Regions from separate parts of the Arachis hypogaea genome. Here region 1 is linked to region 2. Evidence: chromatin contacts called from public Hi-C data. All regions are on one chromosome and are shown on one strand. Each heading gives the region's core, a stretch centred on a gene start, on an enhancer-like site or on the middle of the called end of the contact. The rest is flanking DNA. Distances are from core to core; before and after follow the strand shown. Region 1 holds the start of LOC112720514 (kinesin-like protein KIN-4A). Region 2 holds the start of LOC112720513 (SUMO-conjugating enzyme SCE1).

Region 1 (6,082 bases), core at 2,816-5,315, 170 kb after region 2:
CAAGTGTTTATAGGTATGAATTCTAGTGTGACCATGGAACATGTTGAGTTTTAAAGGGGAAGGGATGCTATTCCTTCTCAATGAAAAAATAAAAAGGTGCGTTCTTCAAGTGAGTTTAGAGGTAAGAACTTTAACTTATTAGAAGAAATAGTTTCTATGCTGAAAAATATTCTATCCTCTATGGATGAGCGCTACCAAAGGATAGAATACGACAAGGGGACCCTCAAGACTCACGTATTGGAAGAATAAGATGCTTTTCAAAAAAAAGCATGCTCTAAATCAAAGAGAAGTTTGAAAATTTTTTAAAGCTATTTGAGAAAGTTTGAGTTTGGTTCGAGGAGGAAAAATCTCGACCAACCATTAGAAGGGAGATGGTAAAGATTGATCTCCCAAAGCCAAAAGAGTTCAAGGGCATCAGGGACGCTCGAGAGGTGGAGAACTTCCTGATGAGCGGATATTTTATACGCTTTTTGGCATCATTTTCATATAGTTTTCATTATATTTTATTTAAGTTTTATTAAGTTTTCATAGGTTTTAGTGAAAAATTCACATTTTTGGATTCTACTTTGAGTTTGTGTGTTTTATGGTGATTTCAGGTATTTTCTGGCTGAAATTGAGGAGCTTGAGCAAAAGTCTGATTCAGAAGCAGAGAAAGGACTGCAGATGCTGTCAGGATCTGACCTTCGTGCACTCGAAGGAGCTTTTCTGGAGCTATACAAGTCCAAATGGCACGCTCTCAATGGCTATGGAAAGCTAACATCTAGGGCTTTCCAGAAATATATAATAGTTCATACTTTGCTTTTGAAATGAAGGCCCAAAATTGGCATTCAACGCTAGTCACCAGCTCTATTCCTAGCGTTCAGTGCCCACAGGGGAGCAATTGGCGTCCAACGCCCCCTAAGGGATACTAGCTCGTGAGAGACACTCAAACTCAACCCAAACACTCACAAAGTGGACCCTAGAAGTGAATTTTCGCACTACAAGACTAGTTTATCTTATTTTCTGTAATCCTTAGTTACTAGACTAGTATAAATATAACAAAGATCCTCATTGTTAGAGGACTTTTGATATTTGCCCATTCGAACCTTTCACTTTTATTTTCTGTACAGTATGAGTCACTAACCTCCTAAGGTTAAGGTTAGGAGCTCTGCTGAGTTTCATGGATCAATAATATTACTGTTTTCATTCAATATGTCTGATTTTATTCTCTTATGCAACCTCGTTCTTCATCTTATGAATTGATGGTGACCCATGACAATCACCCTTATTCTACATGGGTTCCGTGCGATTTCTGATCCGGATAGCGTTGAACTAAAGCTAGAGATTGCATTGCGGGTTCTAATAGAGCATCTGAGCAACTTTGGATATGTGACATGAAATCTTGTTGACTATGGGTGTGTGAGGTCTCTGTGGCATTAAGGCTAGAGTCAGAGAAACAGCACTTTCTGATCCGGAAGATCTGCCTTGTCTGTGGCACCTTGAGTAGGATCGTGAAGGGGAGTAGATTGCTTAGAGCTTCATCTTCTACTACAATGAGAAACCTAGAGGTGGCTTGATAAGAGGACATGAGTCACTTCAACATGGTGGATTGCTGCAGTAGAGGAGGTTAACTTGATGAGAGGACATGAGTTAATCACTTACGGCTGCCATTGAAGGAATCAGAAGGTTATTGAAGAAGACAATAAGAAAAGTTAATTCGGAAAGACAAAGCATTTTCGAAGTCTCAACCGTTCTCATACCATTGAATTCTTATCTATCTAGTAATGTTCTATTTATCTGTTTTACATACTTTTCGTGACAAACTCTAATTTCTATCCGCCTAACTAAGATTTGCAAGGTATCCACTGCTTGCTCAAACCAACAATCTCCTTAGATCGATCCTCACTCACTTGAGATATTACTTGGACGACCCGGTATACTCAAGAGGTTGAGTAAGTTCGAAGGTCAGTACGATAATGTTGAAGTGTGTTTAAGGCCGTGACATATTGGTGCAAATGTCTCTATATAATCTATCTTAAGAATTTGTACATATCCTTTTACTACGAGTCTTGCCTAATTTTAAATAGATCTATTGAGACTAAATTTAGTCTTGTATATATATAATTTGATTTCAATAACATTTTTATTTAAAAGGTAATTTACCAGCTCACAAGTGTTATTCTTGTCGAATATGATTTTTTAATTGTATTTTTTCATTCTTCTTGCTTTTTTACTTTCTCAAAGTTTGTAAGCTCCATCTCGACAAAATTACATGTTTCACATATATTTTATAATCTTTTTTTTGAAAAAAGAATCAATAATTGTTGTTATTGTCGAAAAAATTATGCTTGTTTTTTCTTATTCTTGTTCTTCTAAACTTATATTTATAAGGTAGTTGCGATACTAACACAACAAATCTACAATTTCAAAATACATAAATTTTTTTTTAGACCAAAAAAAAAAAAAAACACACACACAAGTTAATGACAAATTAAACATATAAAGTACAAGAACTAAATATAAAATTCTAGTTAAAACTTAAAAATTGTATATCTTATACTCTTTCAAAACTCACACAAATTACTAAATACAAAACACAAAAAAATTGTAATTGATAAAAAAAAATTATAAAAATTTCAAACTAATTAATAGTGAATATGTATTCAACATCAAAGAAATACAAAAAATAAAGAAATATAAAATTATAAATTTAAAAAATTGAAATATTATTAGTTATCTTTTGTGTGATATATATATATATATATTTAAAAAATATTTTAAATACAAAATTTTAATATATTTTTTTTGTATGTACAACTTTTTTTAAAAATTTAAGTTAATAGGAGGAGTCAACATAAATAATTATATTTTTAATAAGTTTCTTTAAGTAAGAATTTTTTTGGATTTATTTGATTTTTTTTACATAATTTTTTATTTATTTTATGCTTTTTTTTTTAATTCACCAAGCATTGAACGTTAGACTTTTTAAACATAGAGATATAATACTATTTTATGATACTATTTTTTTAAAAAAATTTAAACTAATAAAAAAATAATATAAATTATTATATCTCTAATAAATATAATCTTAAAAAATAAGATTTTTTTATTTTTAATATTTAATAATTTTATACGAGTTATTTTTTTGCTAATTTATTTATAAAGCCAAAAGTTTAAAAATGAGAAAGAGATTAGAGTCAAATTTTATTTTATTTTTGTAAATTCTTTTTAAATTATGATTTAAATATATTAAAAAATTCAAATTAAATATGCACATTATTTATTAAATAGTAAATACAATAATTCAATAAAATATTCATGCTTTATAGCTTTTATAGTATTTAAAAATTTGTCGAGAATTTATTGCGAAATTCTTAAACACCTAATAATTATGAGAAAATTTAAAAGGTGAACACTTTTATTAAAATTTGATCAACACTTAATAAAAAAATAAATAATTTTATATTATTAGATAAAATTTTACACCATAAAAAATATTAATAATAACTAATTAATAATTATAAATCACAAAATTTACTCACTAACACTCTTCAATAATTATTATGTTCTTAAAAAGTCCAACAAGAGCTAATAGTCTGCATCCAGTCAATGCTGCCACATTTATCAATGCTAATTAATTATTTACTAGTTAATTACAACTACAAGTGAGATTTTTGTTTCTTTAAGTGATTTTCCTTTTCCTACGTCTAGATTCAAACAGCTTTGATTTTATTGACGCAACTTTTCTAATTGAATTTAGGTAATATGCGCCTTTAAGGAATGTAATAAATTTATCATTAATAAAAATATTTAAATTTTTTTCATAAATACAAAATAAAATACATTAAAAATTTATTTTTTATATTTTTAATATAATAAAAAAATTTAATTTATAATTTTAACATGTATTTTTAAAAGACATAAAATAAATAAATTTTTATTAACACATAATCATTTATTATATTTTATAACAATAATTTAAAATTTATAATTTAGGTTTTAAAAAACGTTATGATCCTTTTTTTTTACGCATTAGCATAAAGCATTCGCCATAATATTCACACCTACCAAAACATTGATGGAAATGGAGATTTTGTCCGTTGAATATTAACCGGAATAAAATGACATAAAATAAATTCGGAGGGAAAAGGGCGTGGTGGGAGAGAGAAAAGAGCGACAGAGTGAAGATAGTAGTGCACTTGTGCTTCGGAACTTGCCACGAGAAGAAGAAATTAATAATAATAATAATAATAATAATAATAATAATAAACAAGGAATAAGGAGAGAGAGAGAGAAAGAGAGAGAGAGCATCGGAATAGGCAATAGCGCATAGCTATTAGTCACTGCCATACAAGAAGCAAGAAGTAGTGAAGAAGAAAAAGTGTGAAACAGTTCAATGTAGTGTTAATTGTGGTGGTTGTTGTGATTGCGGTTGCTTTTTGTTTTCTGCTCCGCTACTCTTCAAACCACCGCGCTTTTCGTTCTTTCCTTCTCTCTCAATTTCTTCACTCAACAACCACTACTCTTTCTCATGCTCTCTCTCTCTCCTGCTGTTAAAAATCTATTTCCCTCTCTCTCTCTCTCTCTCTTGCAGCTGTATCGTTATCTTAAGTTCTAATCTTCCTAATTGATCACACATTGGGACTCGTTTTCCTTCCCCTGGAACCTCGATTAACCTCTAATCTCTCTCCCTAATTTTCTTTTTCTTTTAATTTTCTTTTTCTGTTTCGATGGAGACATCGGAGAATTGTTCTGTGAAAGTTGCTCTTCACATTCGTCCGCTCATTGCTGATGAACGACAGCAAGGTTGCAGAGAATGCGTTTCAGTTACGCCTGCGAAGCCTCAGGTACCTCGAAATTCGTCTCTTCACCTTCGTCAACATGATGCTTCTTTTTCTTTAACTGTTTTTTTGTGTGATTATTATTAATGTGTTTTGTCGTTTAGTGGATGCACTTCATTAATTAATGGTGCGTTCGTGAATTTTGTTTTGGTGGTGTGGAGGTTGCTTAATTATTATCATTTAGAAAAGAATATATATATTTTTTTGGGTTTTGAAAATGTAATGTTATTTGTTTATTCCTTTCTTGATTGCTTACCATGTTGAATGTGTAATTTTGCGTAAATCATTTTGTAGAGTCAAAAAGAAATGATCAAAATAATTGTTTCAAAAATTATGCTGAAGTACTGTTTGTTCATGTCATAAGTCATAACATACTTTCCTGTTGCTTTTTTTCTTTATTATTATTATTATTATTATTATTATTATTATTATTATTTATTTTTTTTCTATCCAAAAATTTTCAAAATGCTAAACTACTCCCACTCAAGCGATAATTTTTTGTTGAATTAATTTTATTAAAAAATTATCCAAAATTTTCAAATTACTTCTACATTCTACTCCTGCTATCAGCTACAACCTCAGAAACGAGATGGTGAGAGAAGAGGGGAAAGGTGAAAAATAATCGTATGTGTTCATTAATTATTAAAATTAGAATTCACACATATAAGTCTTGGTGGTGTAGAGTGTGTGGAGGCGCAGAAGGGTTGGTGTCCGTTTGTGTTTGTGAATCGTTCGTATTTGTGTGTGTTGATAGTGATGTTGATGCTATTTGTGGATAAAAATGATAGTTTAGCACCTTATAAGTTAACACTGAAGTATTACCGAGATTTATTCAATATTACATAATTACTTTATCAATTCATTAATCAATTACTTAATGACTTAATACGTTGTTGGAATTTCACCATCGCAGGTAAACTCAACGCAAGAAATTTATAGGATAATCGCTTCTTTATTTGAAGCCTAGACACCCTAATCACGTTTAGAAAATTACTCTATTATTAAGAGCAGGGAGTAAAACGATTATTGCTGTAAGTGAGAGGTCATCATCAGTCAAAATTAAAGTAAAAAAACATGTTCCCTCTAATATGGATTATTGCACATTAAGATGGACTTAAACTCCGTACGGTACTATGACATGGATTTACTACCATATTAGTTGAGTTGCAGTTTTATAGATGCATTTAATTACATTTTCATGAATGCTAGGATAAATAAAATGCCAATTGATTAAAATTTGCTTGTTTTGAAGGTTGAAACTA
Region 2 (6,568 bases), core at 2,101-4,600:
AGCAATGGTTTCTGGTACAATTTATACTGCAATTGTTTCAGGAGTCTATGTGCAACAACAAATCGAATAACAAAGAAATCAAAGAAGACACGCATGCAATTCATTCACCTGAACTGTTATCCATTCATATAGAAATGCATCAGCAAACATCAGGCACATGCCACCAACATGTATTCATTTGTTGATTCCACATTGTTTATATATTAACACTTAATCCAAATCGGAAAGTAAACAGAAATACCATAATGTATGCAAAATATTGTAGCCAACAATCACAGATGACAGAACAGTTTTAAGCTATAGCGCATGAGAGCATTTACGATGCAAAAACAGTTCCTAAGGTGAGCTGTGGTATCACTAGATTATTGGTGGGTATTGCTTTGCCTGCTGCCTGACCCTTCTTTTATACTCTGTAGCATCCTGCAAAAATAAGACAATACTACAATGTTAAGAGACCTTTTATAATAAGAAATTAATTGCCCCACTTCACCTGGGGGCAACAAGGGGCATAAAATGTTACTGCATAATCGTTTCTGGGCACCTACTAATATTTCACCATGTCCAAACCCAACTTCAAGTAGGTGAGTGGTCAATTTAACAATCCTCGGTGAAGAGGGCTGCTAGGATGGAGAAGAGACACTTTGAAAAGCATGTGACTGTCTCGCATTTGTATGGATTATATGATCAGTCATTCTTTAAACTCTGAAAGAGACTACAAAAGAAAGAAAAGAAATGTCCGATTTCTTAGGTTAGATACCTGGATAAATAGATGATATCCCTCTGTCTGAGCAGGATCAGCAGGATTTGGCTGGTCAAGCAAATCCTGGATACCAACAAGAATTTGCTTCACTGTTATAGCTGGTCTCCACCCCTACAATGACAATAAATCTGTAAACCTGTTTGCTCACTGACATGTAAATCAAACTATATAAGTTAGTCTCAAGCAGTCCTACACAAGAGAGATGAACTTACACTATCCTCATTAAGTATAGACAAGCAAACAGTTCCAGATGGATAGACATTAGGGTGGAAGAAGCCTTGTGGGAATTTACACTTCGGAGGCTTGCTAGGGTAGTCTTCACTGAAGTGCATTGTAAGGGGGAAAAAGCCACCTTCCCAATCAGTCTGCAACATATGAAATGTAAACTTGATAGAATGCAAATAACAGGCTCACTATTCGACAAGCTGCTTTCTTAGGTGGGACACAGCTCACAGTTGTCAACTGAAATTATGACCCACACAGCAATTACACACAAAAACACAGACACAAAGGGTACTTAGAAGCTAGAATCAGAAGTGGGAAATGGAAACAGTACCGGAAAAAGTTTTAACAGAGCAGTAAAAGAACAATCAAGAAAAGTAACAACCAAAGCAGTGATTTGGCTACACAGAGAAACCAAACAAGACAGATGTCAAGATAAAGCAACAAAATAGCACTTTTAACAAACATCCAATTAAAACAAAAACAAATGCAGTTACTAAAAATTGAAGGGAAAAAATAAGAACTGAATCTCAGCAAACGGCTAATTGTAAAGGGTGTTTTGAAATCGTTGCAACTCATGATACAAGTATGATTCAAAGTCTGCCATTATCAAATTTCAGAAACAACAAATCAGATCATGTGCGATCTAAATTATGCATCCAGAAGTTCTAGTTCTAAGCATGATCCTAGTGGCTTACAGCCTTTCAATAATTGCAAAAGACATTAAACAAGGGGGAAAATGTTCCTATCCTTTTAACTCACTAAACGCAGTGACTAAGGGGTAGAATGTCAAGATCATTAATGTTAAAAATTAATAGTTGCCAATCTTTCCGACTGCCTAAAAGAATCAATCTTTTATTTTTACCGATAGTGACATGCTGGATTACTTAAAATTCCATATTAACCAAAACAGTTAAATAGGGTTTAATTTTGATGCACTGAAAGTATAAAAAATTTTACACGATCATCCAAATAAGATTCATGTGTTCAGATGATTTTTTAAGTAGTGGGTTTAAAAAGTTAGTTATTTTGACTGATGTGCCTACACACAATGTAAAACTCAAAAGACTGAAAATGCATAAAAAATTAAAAAGTAAACTGGTTAAATTCACTGTTTTCCTTTCCTAACAAGGTGAGTGACTTTTCCCATTAGTTTCCTTTATGGCAGTTGAAATCCCTGAGCTCCAACCGACCTATTTAATGGAATTAGATTTGGCATTGCTGTTTTACAAAATACAAATCGCCAATGCTAAATACACACCCAAAATTACTAAGCACACACCTTTTCTCTTAATTGACAAAAATACATACACACTAAAATAAGAATAAAAGGCTTGCTCCTAATAATTTGGATGTTCACACTACTGAATTCAAGTTATTCACATAAAAATAACAACAATAATAAGAAAATAAAAACATAGATGAAATTCCCTCTATTCACACGACATCTTTAGCAATAATTTTTCTTTTATAAAAGAAAATTTTGAAAAATACAATTTATAATACTCAGTTTCAGCCCAGAAGGAAAACCTAAAATCACAAGCCCATAATAAGCATGAATCAAATTTCACGCAACTCCAACATTGACAAGTGCCAATTCAAAATCGACCAACACATGATCAGAAGCAAAACCATCAAGTTAAATCGCAGAAGTAGGGAATTCAAGTTGGTAATCACAAAACACCAAAGGAACCAACTAATTTAAGTAAGAAAAAGAGAAACTCACCCCAGACTTCCCAGGAATAGTGCAATGCCACACCATCAAATTCACCGTACCATCAGGCAGCGTCTCCGGTTTCGCCACAAAACCCTAAATCACAATCAAAAAAGGAAAAAATACCACCGTTCAGAATTAACCCTAGAAAAAATAATTCGAACAGAAAAAGAGGAAAGAGGAATGGTTGTTGGACACTAACATGAGGATGATTCTTGCGCCACGACTTGCGCTCCTCAGCGAGTCGTCCACGAGCAATACCAGACATGTTTTCTTCTTCTTCTGAGTCACGAACTCGTTCGCACCGAGTTAGCTCAGTGGCGCTTTGGTTTGCTTTATAAACGCGCTTTCTGCTTTTCTTCTTTTCCCCAAACCCCTCTTAGTTTTTTGGGCGAGAGAGTGGTATGGCTTGTAGGATTTGTGGGAAGTGACAAGTGAACAAAAACAAACGCCTTTCAAGTTGTTGATTGTATTTGTATGCAATACTTTGGAACGAAACGTACGGTCATGATTCAATCGTGAGGCAACTTGTTTCGATTCTGGGGGCGGGAAAAACGTTGTCGTTTCGTATTTTTCTGTCTCCTTTTATTTTTTCAAAAAAATAAAAAATGGAGAAATGAAAAGCTTCAAAGTCAATGCTTATTTATTCCAACCTTGCGTCAGAATCACGCCGACGTAGTCTTAACGCCTTCACGTGACCAAAATACCATTTTGAAAGAAAAAATAAAATGAAGTTCAACTCTTTTTTTAATTTTTAAAATTAGAAAGTTTGAATTTTTTTCTTTTTTAAATTTTTTTGAGAAATTAACATATATTTTGAAATTTTTAAGTACTAAAAAAAATAATTAAGAGAATGAATTGAAACTCTGAATTTTTTTTTTGTCTTTCAACTATCTTCTGAACTTAAAAATAATAATAAATTAATTTTTGTTGTGATAAGAAATAAATGTCCATTTAATATGGACCATTCATATTTTTAGAAATTAATTTAGTAATGGATAAAATAATGGTGATAATCATAAATATGAGTGTATAGTGTGTTGTCTATAAATGTGAACATGCGTTGCTCAATCACCTGCAAAACATAGGTAATGTTTTGCTAGAGATAAAAACTAAAAATCTGCAACCTGCTGCAAAAACGCAGACTACGATTGGTAGAGAAGGGCAACCACGTCTCGAAATATGTCCCTTGGCCCCCTGCATGCAAATATGAGTAGCCTTTGACCAGCCTAAAGTTCCCAAAACGCAGCTTGCGTTTGGCAGGCGGAGAAGGCAAATCCCAGGTTGCGATTGGCAGCCTCTATCCTCGTATGCGCGACACGTGTTGACATAGGTGATGAATCCGGTCTTTAAAATCCCAAATGTAGGTAAGTGTTTGTCTGTTTAAAGAAGAAGTAAGAGTGAAATATTTTGACAAGAGTTGTGTTAGGGGCTAAAAGCAAGGGTTAGTGTGGAGGAAGAAGAATACGGTAAAGGGTTAGAGTTTTAGTGAAAAAAATAAAAAAAATGGAGTAAAACCTGAAAAACACATCATTGAATATTTGGATCATCCTCAATGAATAAGTTTTTTTATTTTTAATTTTATGATCAATAAATAAATAAATATATTCATTTGTATTTTATGTATTTGTGTTTTAATTATTATTATTATTATTATTATTATTATTATTATTATTATTATGCATTTTTGCTATTATTATTGTTATTATTATTGTTAGTGATATTATTATTGTTATTATTATTATTATGCTTAAGTGTGCGAAAAATATTGTTATCATAATTAATATAATAGAATATTGTTTAGGATAATAATAATAAATTATTATTTTCTAATAATAAATAATACTATTTAATAAATAAACTTTTATTATGTTTTAATAATTTATTCAAATAAATTGTTATTATTTTTTAATAATAAATAATACTATTTAATAATCTTTTATTATTTTTTAAGATAATAATAATACTACTGTTTAATAAATTATCATTATGTTGTCTTTATTATTTTTTTTAATATAATAATAGCTGTTATTATTAATAGATTTTTAATAGAATATTATTTTTAAAAACTTTGTTATGGTTATTATTATGGTTATTATTATTATTGTTAATATATATATATATATTTTGCAAGTTATCAGAAATTTGTTGCTAAGGAAATTCGATCTGCTAGATACCTTTAACGAGGTAGTTGCAGCGTTATTGGCATTTATTGGGTTTCAACACGTTTTGTGAGTAGACGAAATGAGAGGTTATTCTGCACTGTTGAATGCATTGGTGGAACGATGGAGGCCGAAAACTCACACGTTTCACCACGATAACGCTGGAAGACGTTATACATCTACTTGGTCTCTCGGTTAATGGGGATCCCGTCATAGGTAGAACAGATAGCAGTCACCAGTTTCTGGTGGAGAACTGCATTGCTTGTTTTGGTCGAGAGCCAGGTCCGCAGGATCACGTCTTGGGTAAGGTGAATCTTGCATGGGTCCGGCGGTGTAGAGACACCGAACCGTGTGACACGCACGAGTCCATTGAGCGGTACATTCGGGCTCACATTTTCTGTGTGTTTGGAACGGTTGTGTTTCCGGATAAGTCCACCACTTCATTGAACTCGAAGTTTCTTCCTCTACTTCGAAATTTTCACTGGATTCCAGCATACAGTTGGGGGCAACCAGTCTGGCACATCTATACAGATCGTTGTGTCATGCATCACTATACAATAGGAAAGAGATGGATGGGCCACTCATACTACTTTTTGTTTGAGCGTGGGAGCGTATGCCATTCCTAGCGCCTATTCCCCGCGATCAGCTCGGTGATGTTGGTATTCTACTTGCGCGACGGTATTCTTTTTTACTATTATTGTTGTTGTTGTTGTTGTTGTTGTTGTTGTTGTAGTCATTCTATTTTTGTTTAGGTGGAGTCATTTGCGCCGATATATAAGATATATATGGAGGCATACTGCGCATTTTAGGCGAGGACTCGATGACATCGGAGTCGACGATGTAAGTGTTAACCATTTATGTCCAAGGTTTTTATTTAGAATAATAATTTATCTAATCGGCCTCGTGGTTACTTATGTGTAGTTTATACGGCGGCCATATATGGGAGTGATGGTTCCGGATGACCTCGCTGTACATTTATTTATGTGATCCACGAAGTAACTATTAGTGTCATTTGAGTGTATAGAGTGGCACCCGACAGACCGGGTTAGACGACAGTTCGGGATGCAACAGCTTCCACCAGAACCAGCATTCGACCTTGATCGTGATCATTCTAGGCAGTTGACAGGCGCATAGTACCATGACTGGAGAGAGAGGAACAGTCAATGGGTTAACATGTGGATATCTGGCCATTATGACACACTGCAGTTAGGGGAGGAGATTGGCGACTTTCATCCTCTTCTGGTGTATTATGTGTGATATACACAGCAGTATGAGCGTCACCTACGACTGTCAGATAGAGTTGCAGGTGAAGAGGCTGGCGCGAATGAACCACAGGAACCTCAGGAAGAACCAATTGGACCTTTGATTAAATTATTGAATGCATGAACATGTCCTAAACATTTCTTTCACATTTTCATAAAGAAGTTTAACATACTTAATTTCCAAAACCAAACGTTTCCAAATTCATTTTCCCCACACTTAATTCATGAGCACTCTCACTAGTCTAAGCTAACCAAGAATTCAAATTAAGGACATTATTGTTTTCCGCTTAGAGTTAGTGATGAGCTAAAGTAAAGAACAAAGGGGTATAATAGGCTCAACATTGGTTTACAAAGGATAATGAAAGGGTAAGGCCATATGGGTATGTAAGCTCAGTGAAACAAAGGCCTCAATCATATAAGTGCATGCATACATCAAACCATGGAAATA

The links. Hi-C and Micro-C count contacts between places; a contact is called where the count stands out from the background.
Region 1: a contact with region 2 is called in a Hi-C map of leaf, with 6 times the contacts expected there. The contact joins the promoter of LOC112720514 here to the promoter of LOC112720513 in region 2. A contact is called at or near these places in 4 of 8 Hi-C or Micro-C datasets (leaf and an unstated tissue).

The regions. Positions count from the first base shown.
Region 1 is chr11:20,777,974-20,784,055 of arahy.Tifrunner.gnm2.J5K5, forward strand. LOC112720514 (kinesin-like protein KIN-4A) reads left to right here and starts at 4,066. Exons shown (of 26, transcript XR_003162204.3): 1 at 4,066-4,826.
Region 2 is chr11:20,606,109-20,612,676 of arahy.Tifrunner.gnm2.J5K5, forward strand. It overlaps LOC112720513 (SUMO-conjugating enzyme SCE1), which reads right to left and starts at 3,351. Exons shown (of 6, transcript XR_003162203.3): 1 at 2,899-3,351; 2 at 2,709-2,792; 3 at 973-1,125; 4 at 758-871; 5 at 546-656; 6 at 100-420.